Regions from separate parts of the Gossypium hirsutum genome. Here region 2 is linked to region 1. Evidence: chromatin contacts called from public Hi-C data. All regions are on one chromosome and are shown on one strand. Each heading gives the region's core, a stretch centred on a gene start, on an enhancer-like site or on the middle of the called end of the contact. The rest is flanking DNA. Distances are from core to core; before and after follow the strand shown. Region 1 holds the start of LOC107892360 (probable serine/threonine-protein kinase PIX7). Region 2 holds the start of LOC107892367.

Region 1 (5,166 bases), core at 1,761-4,260:
CCTTCTCTTGTCTCCTAGATGAGGTCTTGCCCATTCCACGAGATTGTGTTCCCCATTAGGTCGGTTTTTGTCCATGGATCTTCGGCCAGTCAACATTTCAAGTAAAACTACCCCAAAGCTATATACGTCACTCTTCGATGTCAAATGTCCTACATATATAGCCAATGATCTAGGTAAAAGAAGCTTTTCAACTCTAAACATTATAGAGAAATAAAAGTGAATACACGACATACCAGTCATTACATATTCTGGAGCAGCATAGCCATATGTTCCCATAACTCGAGTAGATACATGAGTTTTATCTCCTTCCGGACCATCTTTGGCGAGTCCAAAATCAGAGAGCTTGGCATTGTAATCCTGAAGTCGGGAACAAGTTTAGAACAATAATGCTACATATGGTAGAAGTACTATTTTTTTCGCATATTTTAGTATATACGGGAGCAATAAACTAATTCAATTTATAATATTCAACCACTCCATGACTTACTTTTAGCAAAGAGACGGGAAGTTTTCACTTATTTTGAATGTCTTATTTTTTACAAGAGTCGTTACTGATCTTTCTAATTTCAAGTTCAAATTTGTACTAACTATTCTTTTTTTTTTATATATCTAACTATTGTAATTCATATGTAATAAATATGCACTTCCCTCGTGTTATTACACTAGTAACCAAACGAGACATAAAAGAAGGAAAGCTTATGGAGGGAACTTAGTTTCTGTTTTCAGTTACATACCGCATCTAACAGGATATTAGATGTTTTAAAATCTCTATATATCACTGGTCTTTCGGCTTCTTCATGAAGAAAGGCGAGACCCTTTGCAGCCCCAAGTGCGATTTTCATTCTAATAGACCAAGGAAGTGGCAAGGACCCTTCTGCGCAAAAAATGGTTGTTACCAGAGAAAATTAAACATCAAACACGAAAAATGCAAACAACAATGAATATGAAAACAATAACCACACATTAGATTTTTCATTCCAAGTTTCTAATGGTATGTCACTTTGAAAAGTTTCAAAGAGTTGACCACTTTGGCCTCACATTTGACGTGTTTACACAAAATTAAAATGACAAGTCAATTCTAGCAGAAATTTTCACTATAATCACACATTTAGTACGGCAGCCTAATTATCAAAATCCAATTATTTGATAAATCGTTTCGTTGCCAATAGCGTTCAAGCTTATTAGGAGAAAGCATGCATGTTAACATAAAAAAGAGGAAAACTTCAGGCACCATTCCGTATCTGTAAGCTAAATTTTGTACAACTGACAACATTACCTTCCGATAACAAAACCCTAATTCTCGGTTTTGACCTAAGTTAAAGAGCACCATAGAAACCATACATTTATTAAACACAGCTAGCAGCATATGCATGGCTGAGCTATTTAAGTGTCGGAATACTTTGGTTAAACAATCATGTAAACCATGCAAAAGGTATATCATGATCCACAACGGTGTTACGTACTACGGAAGAGGTGGTTCTCCAAACTTCCTCGTGGCATGAACTCGTATACCAGTAACCTGTGATCATCCTCGATGCAGTAACCAACCAATTTAACCAAATTGGGATGAAGGAGGTTCCCAAGAAAATCCACTTCGGCCTGAAACATGAGGGGAAACATGAAATTTAAAATAGAAAGAAATGTACGGTATATGAAATGTAGATGTCATACCAGCCACTCTTTGTGACCCTGAAGTCCCTCAATGTTTAGTGTTTTGACAGCAACAGTAAGTCCAGTACCGGGTTTCACAGGAGCAGTTCCGTTCTCCTCAATCCAACCCTTGAAGACACAACCAAACCCACCCTCACCGAGAAGACTCTCAGGTCTAAAATTCCGGGTTGCTAACTTAAGGTCAATAAATGTGAATTTTCGAAGCTGCGAAGCAACTTTCAGTTCCTCACTATATTTCGGTGTCGAAGAAGCAGTTTCTGCATTACTAGTGGTTGTGGAAGACACAGGAACAACCGGTTGATCTCGGCTTTTCTCTCTCGTCGTCGATTTACTTTCAGCTGATAATATATACAAACAACAAGACAGTGAAATTAAAGATCATTCAACAATAGTAGCTATCAGATACCATTTCACATATTATATATGCATTTTTTACACAACAGTATTTAGAAACTGTATCAAAATGCCTCAAGGATTCATCTTATTGGCTTTTCCAAAATAGTAAATGGTAAAAAACTAGTTGCTTTTAAGTTTCAACTAATCACATCATTCACCAAAAACTGATTATTTGCCTAAAAAAAGAAACTCCATTAACATGCAAGTATATAGCATAAGCACCACAAAATAACTAATATTTATATAACTTTAATTAAGATTAATAAAGAGATCAATCTCAGATGAATTTCTATAAAAGTAGAAAAAGTTTTTAAAAGATATGTTGTTTAACACCAAAATACTTGGCTATAATCTAAAAATTTCTTATATTCTAGAGTTATTTATTCCTTTTTTTCTTAAGATATTTTTTTAAAAAAAAGTATTTTTAAGAGATTAAAAATAAGATCATACCTGTTGTTCCACTCATAGAGTTATCAACTCTTGATCTTGAAGACATGCAACTTCCCAAAAATCTTAATTTAACCCAACATCCAGTTTCTTCTTCTTCATCTTTGTTCTTCCTTGATGATTTTTTCTCTCTTTCAGATTGATGGCCAAACCCCATCTTTCTAAAACCATCCAAATTCTTCTCAAAGAAAGCAACTTTTTCTTTCCTCCTTTCAATAAAACTGACAACTTTTTAATCTTAAAACATCTAAATACAAATAAAAAGTAGATTTTTAGCTGTTAGTCACTAACACCCAGTTTATGAAATTTAGTCAAAAGGCAATTTTTGATAGACAGAGAGAGAGAGAGAGATTAAGCGCTGCTTGAGAAAGTGTTTCAACAAAGGGCAGATTGGGCAGTTTGAAACAGAGAAAAAGGGCAGCTTGGGCAAGAGAGAGAAACCAAATAAATAAGCATAAAAAAAAATTCATCTCTGTGCTACTAACTACCAACAGTGATCTTAGCATATTCCAAATCAACAAACAATTTAAAAAAAAAATTCCTGTATTTTTCCGAAATAAACTCCATTTATTTTTATTATAAAATATTAGCCATTTTCCTAATCTGAATTAAAAATTTTAATTACGCACCTTGTTAATGAAGTTTCCTTAAATTAGAATTTATATTTTAAGATTATATAAGTTCATTCGTGAACATATTAAAACTTGAAAATTGAAAATAAATTTATAAAATTTTAAATTAATAAATCGTAAAATTATACTTTATTTTTTTAAATTTTAATATAACTCTATTCATTTTGTTATTGATTTAAAATCTAACAAGCAAAAATCAAAAATAAAAGGATTAAATTTTAAATTTTTAAAAAGAAGATAGAGTAGAGGCAAAATTAGACGAAGAAAATCAGATGTTAGAAAAAAGAATGGAAGTGATATACTCAAAAAGATTTTGTTTTTTATTTATGTTAGGGTTGATCTTATATGTAGAGGACATTAAGATACATAAAAATCCATTGAGACAAAGCCACGTTTGCATATAGGTAGGTTTATATTTTGCCTAATTAAAAAAAAACATGTTTTACAAAGAGACAAAGACAACAATCACTTTCATTGGTGTGGTTGTAGCCAAATTACCAAGTGCCTTTTCGATCACCATACGCCACTTAGTGGAATTACAAATCAATAACTTGAAATTTGATTCCCCTTTTTTCATCTTCTCATTATTTTTTTGCTTTACTACATTTCTTTTTCACTATATACCTATACATTTTCTTTTTTTCGATTTGTGTTCAAGTTGATTATTTTAGACCTAATCATGGGTCGGGTCATTTGTTCAGATTTGAAAATACGTTTAGAAAACGGAAGAGTTTAGACAAAATATGATATTCTAAAAATGAACTTGGGTAAAATTTAAAGCTTGTTCTTTATATGGGTCAAGCTTTGGGAAAGCTTTTTTGCTCGAGTCCGATCTGACCCGAATATTATGTTATAAAGCAATACTATATTAATTATATATGTTAAATAATTATTATATTTATATTAAATCACTAACCTAATAACTATTAAACTCATTACCCAAAACCTAAAAAAAATTTACCCAACTAAATAACCCAACCCAAAATAAAAAATTTTAAAAATTATATTTAATACAATAAAATATTTATTATATTTGTTTTTGTTTTTTACTATAATAAATTTTTATTATATTTATGATAGTATTTTTTTAATAATATTATCTTTTAATGTATTTTTAATGTGTTAGAAACTTTTATTTTAACGTTTTTTTAGTGCATTTAATGTATTATAATTTTTTGAAAATTATTTTTTAATAAAAACTAATCTAAAAAACTAAGTATGGGTAGGTTAGGTCAACCTTGGATTTACTTTTCTTAAATTTGGTCGGATTTAGACAAAAAAAGTAAATTCATTTTTCAAGTTAGATCAAACCAAACCCGAGCTTAAAAAATTAGTCTAGATACCTTACATAACCATTCAAACCCATTATCACTTCTAATCATTATTTAATCATCATCAAAACAATTATTTTCCAATTTATTGCATAGAATTTTAATTATCCATCCTTTAATCTCTACTTTTTTTTTAATTTAAACATGTCTTAAAATAATCAAATCTAGCATTTCTCCTAATATTGATATGTAGAAAGATTTTTGTAATAATTTTTAATTAATGTTGTTAGAAATAGGCTGAAGGTCTAACTGATAATAAAAAAATAGTTAAAATTTTTTGAATAGGTAAAACCTTAAAATTATAAATTTATTAAATAATAAATTATTTTTTAAAATAATAATTGTTAACTCTATTCTAATTTAACTTTATTTGAATTTTTTTTAATAGTAAAAGGATTAATTCAATCCATTTTATTAATAGATAGACTAATTTGATTAGATTCTTATCATAGAGAGACCTCTAAAGGACATCCACTTAAACTTAGCCTACTTTTAAATAGGAGAAAAATACGAGCTTAAATAGTTTGAATTCACACCTTTTAGTTGTTGCTATAACAATAATACCAATTGAACTAAGAATTAATCAACACTACTAACTATTTTTTATGAAAATTAATACTTAACAAAATCCAAAATTAAAAAAAAAAAGTTTAATGGTCCCAAAAGGTTTTGTAATTTTCATTAGTAAA
Region 2 (5,166 bases), core at 754-3,253, 230 kb before region 1:
AATTTATCTGACAAGGTGGAAACAGCACCATTATGACCTCTAAAGCACCGATGACAAGCACCCTACAAACAAAGCATGCAACCAGGACATTCAACAACAACAGAGGCTAAGAAAGATAGCTTACATCCTATTCATAATACAAGCACAAAAGAAATAATAAATTGATGATAATGAACAACCAAGACAACGCCCTTCTACTTAAAGTAATGCAAGGAATAAATTGAGGTTACTAATACAGCTCTGTCAAAATGGAGAAAAGCAAGGGAATGCTCAGGATAATACCTTCCACCATAGACGAATTGAGTGGTCACAGCTTGAGGTTACCAGAACGTTTTCTTCTCTTTGTATCTCACTTCGAACTAAAGAAGTTTCATTAAGTGGAAACAATCTGCAGAGCAATTACACAAGGCATATTAAAGGGAACTCAAGCTTTTGCATACGAGCATAACCATTTCCGATGCCTAGTGTAAATAAGTAAGCCTAACTTGAAAATAAAAACATCACCAAGTACATCGACAGATTACAACCAAGAACACCATGCTCTCTATCATAAAGACAATGCCGCTTATTCTACAAGGATATCCATCAAATATTGCTCACCTCATGCATGTAATTCTTGCATTATGATCACTCATCCTAACAAGCGAGCCACCGCTCAAGAAGCTGTCGGTTTTCATCATTCTTATGATAGAACCCTTGGCAAACAAACTTAAGTAAGCTTTGCAATGATGCTCAAATGTAAAGCATCATATAATCAAAAACCACGACAACAAAAACTAAATGGCCATACTTGAGAAAAGATAATATCATTCTTATCAAGAAGTATATTATCAAAATGCCTTGCTTCAGTATATAAATCGAGGACGAAAGGATCAGAAAATTTAAACTGATGCAACGCCGTACGCCAATCCAAATACGCCTGCCTCACTCCTGATGAAGAGCTGGATAGCATTTCTAGCGGCCAACGCAGGCTAATTCAATCAAAAACATAAATTATGAATATTAAATCGAAAATTATTTAAAAATAAGAGAAAATGAAATTCGAGCCTGCAAATAATTTATTCATATTCATCTATTTTTAAATTACAATCGAAAATTTTCTTTTCTGAAAGCGAATCATATAAACATTTTCCAGAGGAAAAAAAAAAACCTGAAGCGGTGGAGCCAGATGGAGTCGGAGTAAGCGATTTTCTTGAGAAATTTGGAGGTCATGGCGAGGTTTGAAAGGTCCTGTAGGCTGAGGTAGGTGGCGCAAAGAGCCAATGAATCTTCGTCCAAATCGGTGATTTTTGTTTTCGCCGCCTCTGTCGTTGCCGTTTGCGGCTGTGAAGCTGGTGGCTCCGCCATTTTTTCGAATTTTGGAGAAAAGTAGATTTTTTTTTTGGCCAGAAAATAAGTAGAATTTATGGCCCTTTCAACTTCAGAGTAAGGTTGTTCTGTAATGGCAAAAACCATATAACCATCAAAATGTTAATTTTCAAGAACCCATAAGCGACAATAGAAAGCTCTAATAAGAAATGTTTTCAGAATCGACCGGTGATTGAACCGGTTAGAGGTTCGACCGGTTCAACCGGTTCGCCCTCAACAATTGCAATTGCACCAGGACTACCAACTCTGCTCAGTTTCCAAGTTTTATATTATTATTTAATAAAAAGTCATTATACTTTTCATTTTCAGATTTCTTTTCCTATGTCCTTCAATTCTTCTTCATATTTTGTTTCTGTTTTATCGTTTAGCCTTTGGTTCAAAGCTCAAAGGTTTAAAACAAAATAACAGTGGATGATGGCACCGGCAAGCCAACAACCACCGATCTGAAGCAGGCGAAGGCGAGCAAGAGGAGAGGCGAATAGAGGGCTGAATTTTGACTGCAGAGGAACTGTCGGCAATGGCCTTACGCATGGGTGTGGGGTGTGGGGGGTGGGGTGTTTGGGTCATGGCCAGGTTTAGGTTTTTTTCTCCATTTGTTTATGAAAATGGTTTCGAAAATGATTTTGCAAAATAATAATAATTTTCTCGTCAGAAGCCTTTATAATCTTGGTAAATTTGAAATATACTCTATATACTTTTATTTTTGGGTTAATTCTATTTTTTAGAGATCAAAATTTAAAATATTTTATTAAATTAATATTCATTATAACGTTATTTTTTAGTTATATGAATTATGAGTATTTTTTATTTAAAAATGTGACATCAACAAAATTAATAAAAAATTTTAACAATGTTAACAATTAGATTTTGTTTTCAAATTTGGAAAGTAAGGGATCTAAGTTATTAAACATAATTAAATTTTAAATTTGTGAATAATACATAGATTTAAAACATATTTTAACCTTTATATTATAACAATTTATTATTAATATATTTATAATTGTAATAATTATTTATTATTAAAATATTGAAATTGAATATTATTAAGAAACATATTATTTAAAATTATTATTTTTAAAATTTATTAATTAAAATAATTTATTAAAATAATAAATTACATTAATAATTGATTATATGAGTAGATATTAATAATTAAATATGTATGTTAAATAATATTAAAAATTATAGTATTTTATTAATTTTAAATATTTTTAAAAATAAAAATAAAAACTACTAATAATATAATAATATTAAGTTTGACTTAAATTAATTTTATATAAAAATAAAACCACATATAAATTAATTCTTTTCTAGAAAATGGCTTATAATTTTCAAAGCTTACTTTCTGTTGATTAAGTTATTTTTCGTGAAACAAATATAATAAAATTTATTTTTTAAAAGTTATTTATAGTGAAATAAATTAAACCTTAATTTTTGTTTTGTTTTTTTAAATATTTTTATAATTTTTCTGTTCGGTTGAATACTTTATTAAGAAATGGCCTTTTGTATTGTTGGGCCAATTGGGCCAATCGGTTTTTCCTATGTGTGTGATTATTGGTTTTTTTATTAGTGTTTGGGTTAATTATTTAATTGATTTTCGATTCAACTAATCGGTTTGGTCTAAATTCGAAACATTAGTAATAGGTTGAATTTATTGCACTTTAATGTAGTTTTATAGAAAATATAAAAAATTATTTAAAATTCTTAAAAATCTAATTCTTAATAACTTTTAAAAATAATTTTTCTAATTTTTTATAATCATTTAATAATTATTTAAGAAATTATTCCAAAATAAATTTAAGATAATTATTTCTCTAAGTTCATTTTTGCCTGAATAGTCATTTGTCTAGGTTAATTTTGAATGTAATTTTTAATAAATTTTAAAAAAAATATTAAAAATTTAATAATTTCTTATAATTCTTAATAATTTGAAAATAATTTTATTTAATTTTAAAACTTTTAAATTTGTTTAAGGATTGCCACGTTAGCATGAGGTGCACATGGCACTCCACATATCATTTTCTAATAGCTCTGCTAGTCATGTTAACATTTAACAGTAGAAATTGGTAGAATTTTAAATAGAAGGACTAATTTGTTATTTAATCTAATGTATATGGGCTGATTTGCTTATTTTTTAGTAGATGTTCAAACATACAATCCGACTCTTAGTATAGGGACCTCCATGATACTTCTACTACATTGGATTTTATGTTTTATTTTTCAAATAAAAAAATAATACTGCCTTAAATATTACCTTCTATGTTATCGTTTAATGCTAATTTTTAACAGAATGATTATTTTCTTTTTCTAATGTACATGGGCTAATTTTTCCAATTTTTTAATATAAGAGGCAAATTACAATTTAATTCATAATACAAGGACCTCTATAGTACTTTTACCGTAAAAATATGTTATATTATCGTGGAGGATTTTTTTAAAAATATTTTTATATAAAATAAATAAAAATAATTCATGATAAAATTTGAACATAAAATATTACGATTTTTAAGTCTTCAATTTTATCCAAATCTAAAGTTTTTATATAAATTTTAATAAATATATTTTTACATAATTTTTTATACACATCATAGATGTTTCATAATCTAATTTTTTTAAATGTTTAACTGAATTAGCGTCGCCGGTCAAATCTCAACTTAGTAGAAAAATTACCAAAAAAACTATTATTTTAAAAAATAATAATTAATATTACCATGATTGTGTTTTTATCTTTTTATATTTTCATAAAAATCTAAAAAAATACATATAAGATAGAATTTGAACCCAAAAGACCATAACTTTTGAAGTCTCAAATTTATCATTCCAATTAAAGTCTCAATTGTTTCTATATCAATTTTTTATAAATATATTTGTTAATTTTTTTTTTCATCCACACATTAAGTGTGCCAAAATACATTATAAATGATTCTAGAAAATTTCAAGTACTTTTTCTTTATTGAACAGAAATATAAGATAGAATTTGAACCCAAAAGACCATAACTTTTGAAGTCTCAAATTTATCATTCCAATTAAAGTCTCAATTGTTTCTATATCAATTTTTTATAAATATATTTGTTAATTTTTTTTTCATCCACACATTAAGTGTGCCAAAATACATTATAAATGATTCTAGAAAATTTCAAGTACTTTTTCTTTATTGAACAGAAATTTTCTAAGTATGAATAATAAATTATTAATATTTTGATACATTGATAAAAATTATTTATATGAAATTTTCTAACTTCACAAGTTAGAATAAATGAAATTCCACCTCCCATGTATTTGCTAATATTTTATTATATATAAATGGACTATTATATAATGTCCAAAATCTTAAAAATTAAAACCCTATAAATAAAAAAAAGTATGTATAAATTTATTGTATCCCAAGTAAAATTGAATTATTCTTTCCCTTTTATGTTTACTCTTCTCTCTCTTAGTTGTATTTGCTAATAGTATCTAAAACATGAGACCAAGTTATAAATCTGCTAACATATTGAGTTTATTATATTAGATTAATGTATTTTTGTAATTTTTTACTTATAATGATCTCTACTTTGAATTCCTAAACCCAACAAAAAGAAATGGTTGAATTACAATTACATTGCCGATTGAGTCTTAACTCGATTAGTATCTGCATTGTTGTCAATATAATAGGATGTAAATTTGAATACGCTGAAACGTATTATCCTTCTATTTATGGATTAAAAAGAGACTATAAATAATTCTAAAAATTGTATAAAAAAATAAATATGATTAGAACATGCAATGAAATTGCTAAAAAAAAAATTACATGCCCAT

The links. A called contact is a pair of places that touch in the nucleus more often than the background predicts.
Region 2: a contact with region 1 is called in a Hi-C map of leaf, with 1.6 times the contacts expected there. The contact joins the promoter of LOC107892367 here to the promoter of LOC107892360 in region 1. A contact is called at or near these places in 2 of 34 Hi-C or Micro-C datasets (both in leaf).

What each region holds. Positions count from the first base shown.
Region 1 is chrA09:6,716,391-6,721,556 of Gossypium_hirsutum_v2.1, reverse strand. LOC107892360 (probable serine/threonine-protein kinase PIX7) reads right to left here and starts at 3,010. Exons shown (of 6, transcript XM_016817429.2): 1 at 2,518-3,010; 2 at 1,672-2,009; 3 at 1,464-1,599; 4 at 735-871; 5 at 234-357; 6 at 1-149. The coding sequence starts at 2,671.
Region 2 is chrA09:6,947,613-6,952,778 of Gossypium_hirsutum_v2.1, reverse strand. It overlaps LOC107892367, which reads right to left and starts at 2,003. Exons shown (of 8, transcript XM_016817435.2): 1 at 1,151-2,003; 2 at 791-971; 3 at 601-695; 4 at 283-388; 5 at 1-62. The coding sequence starts at 1,455.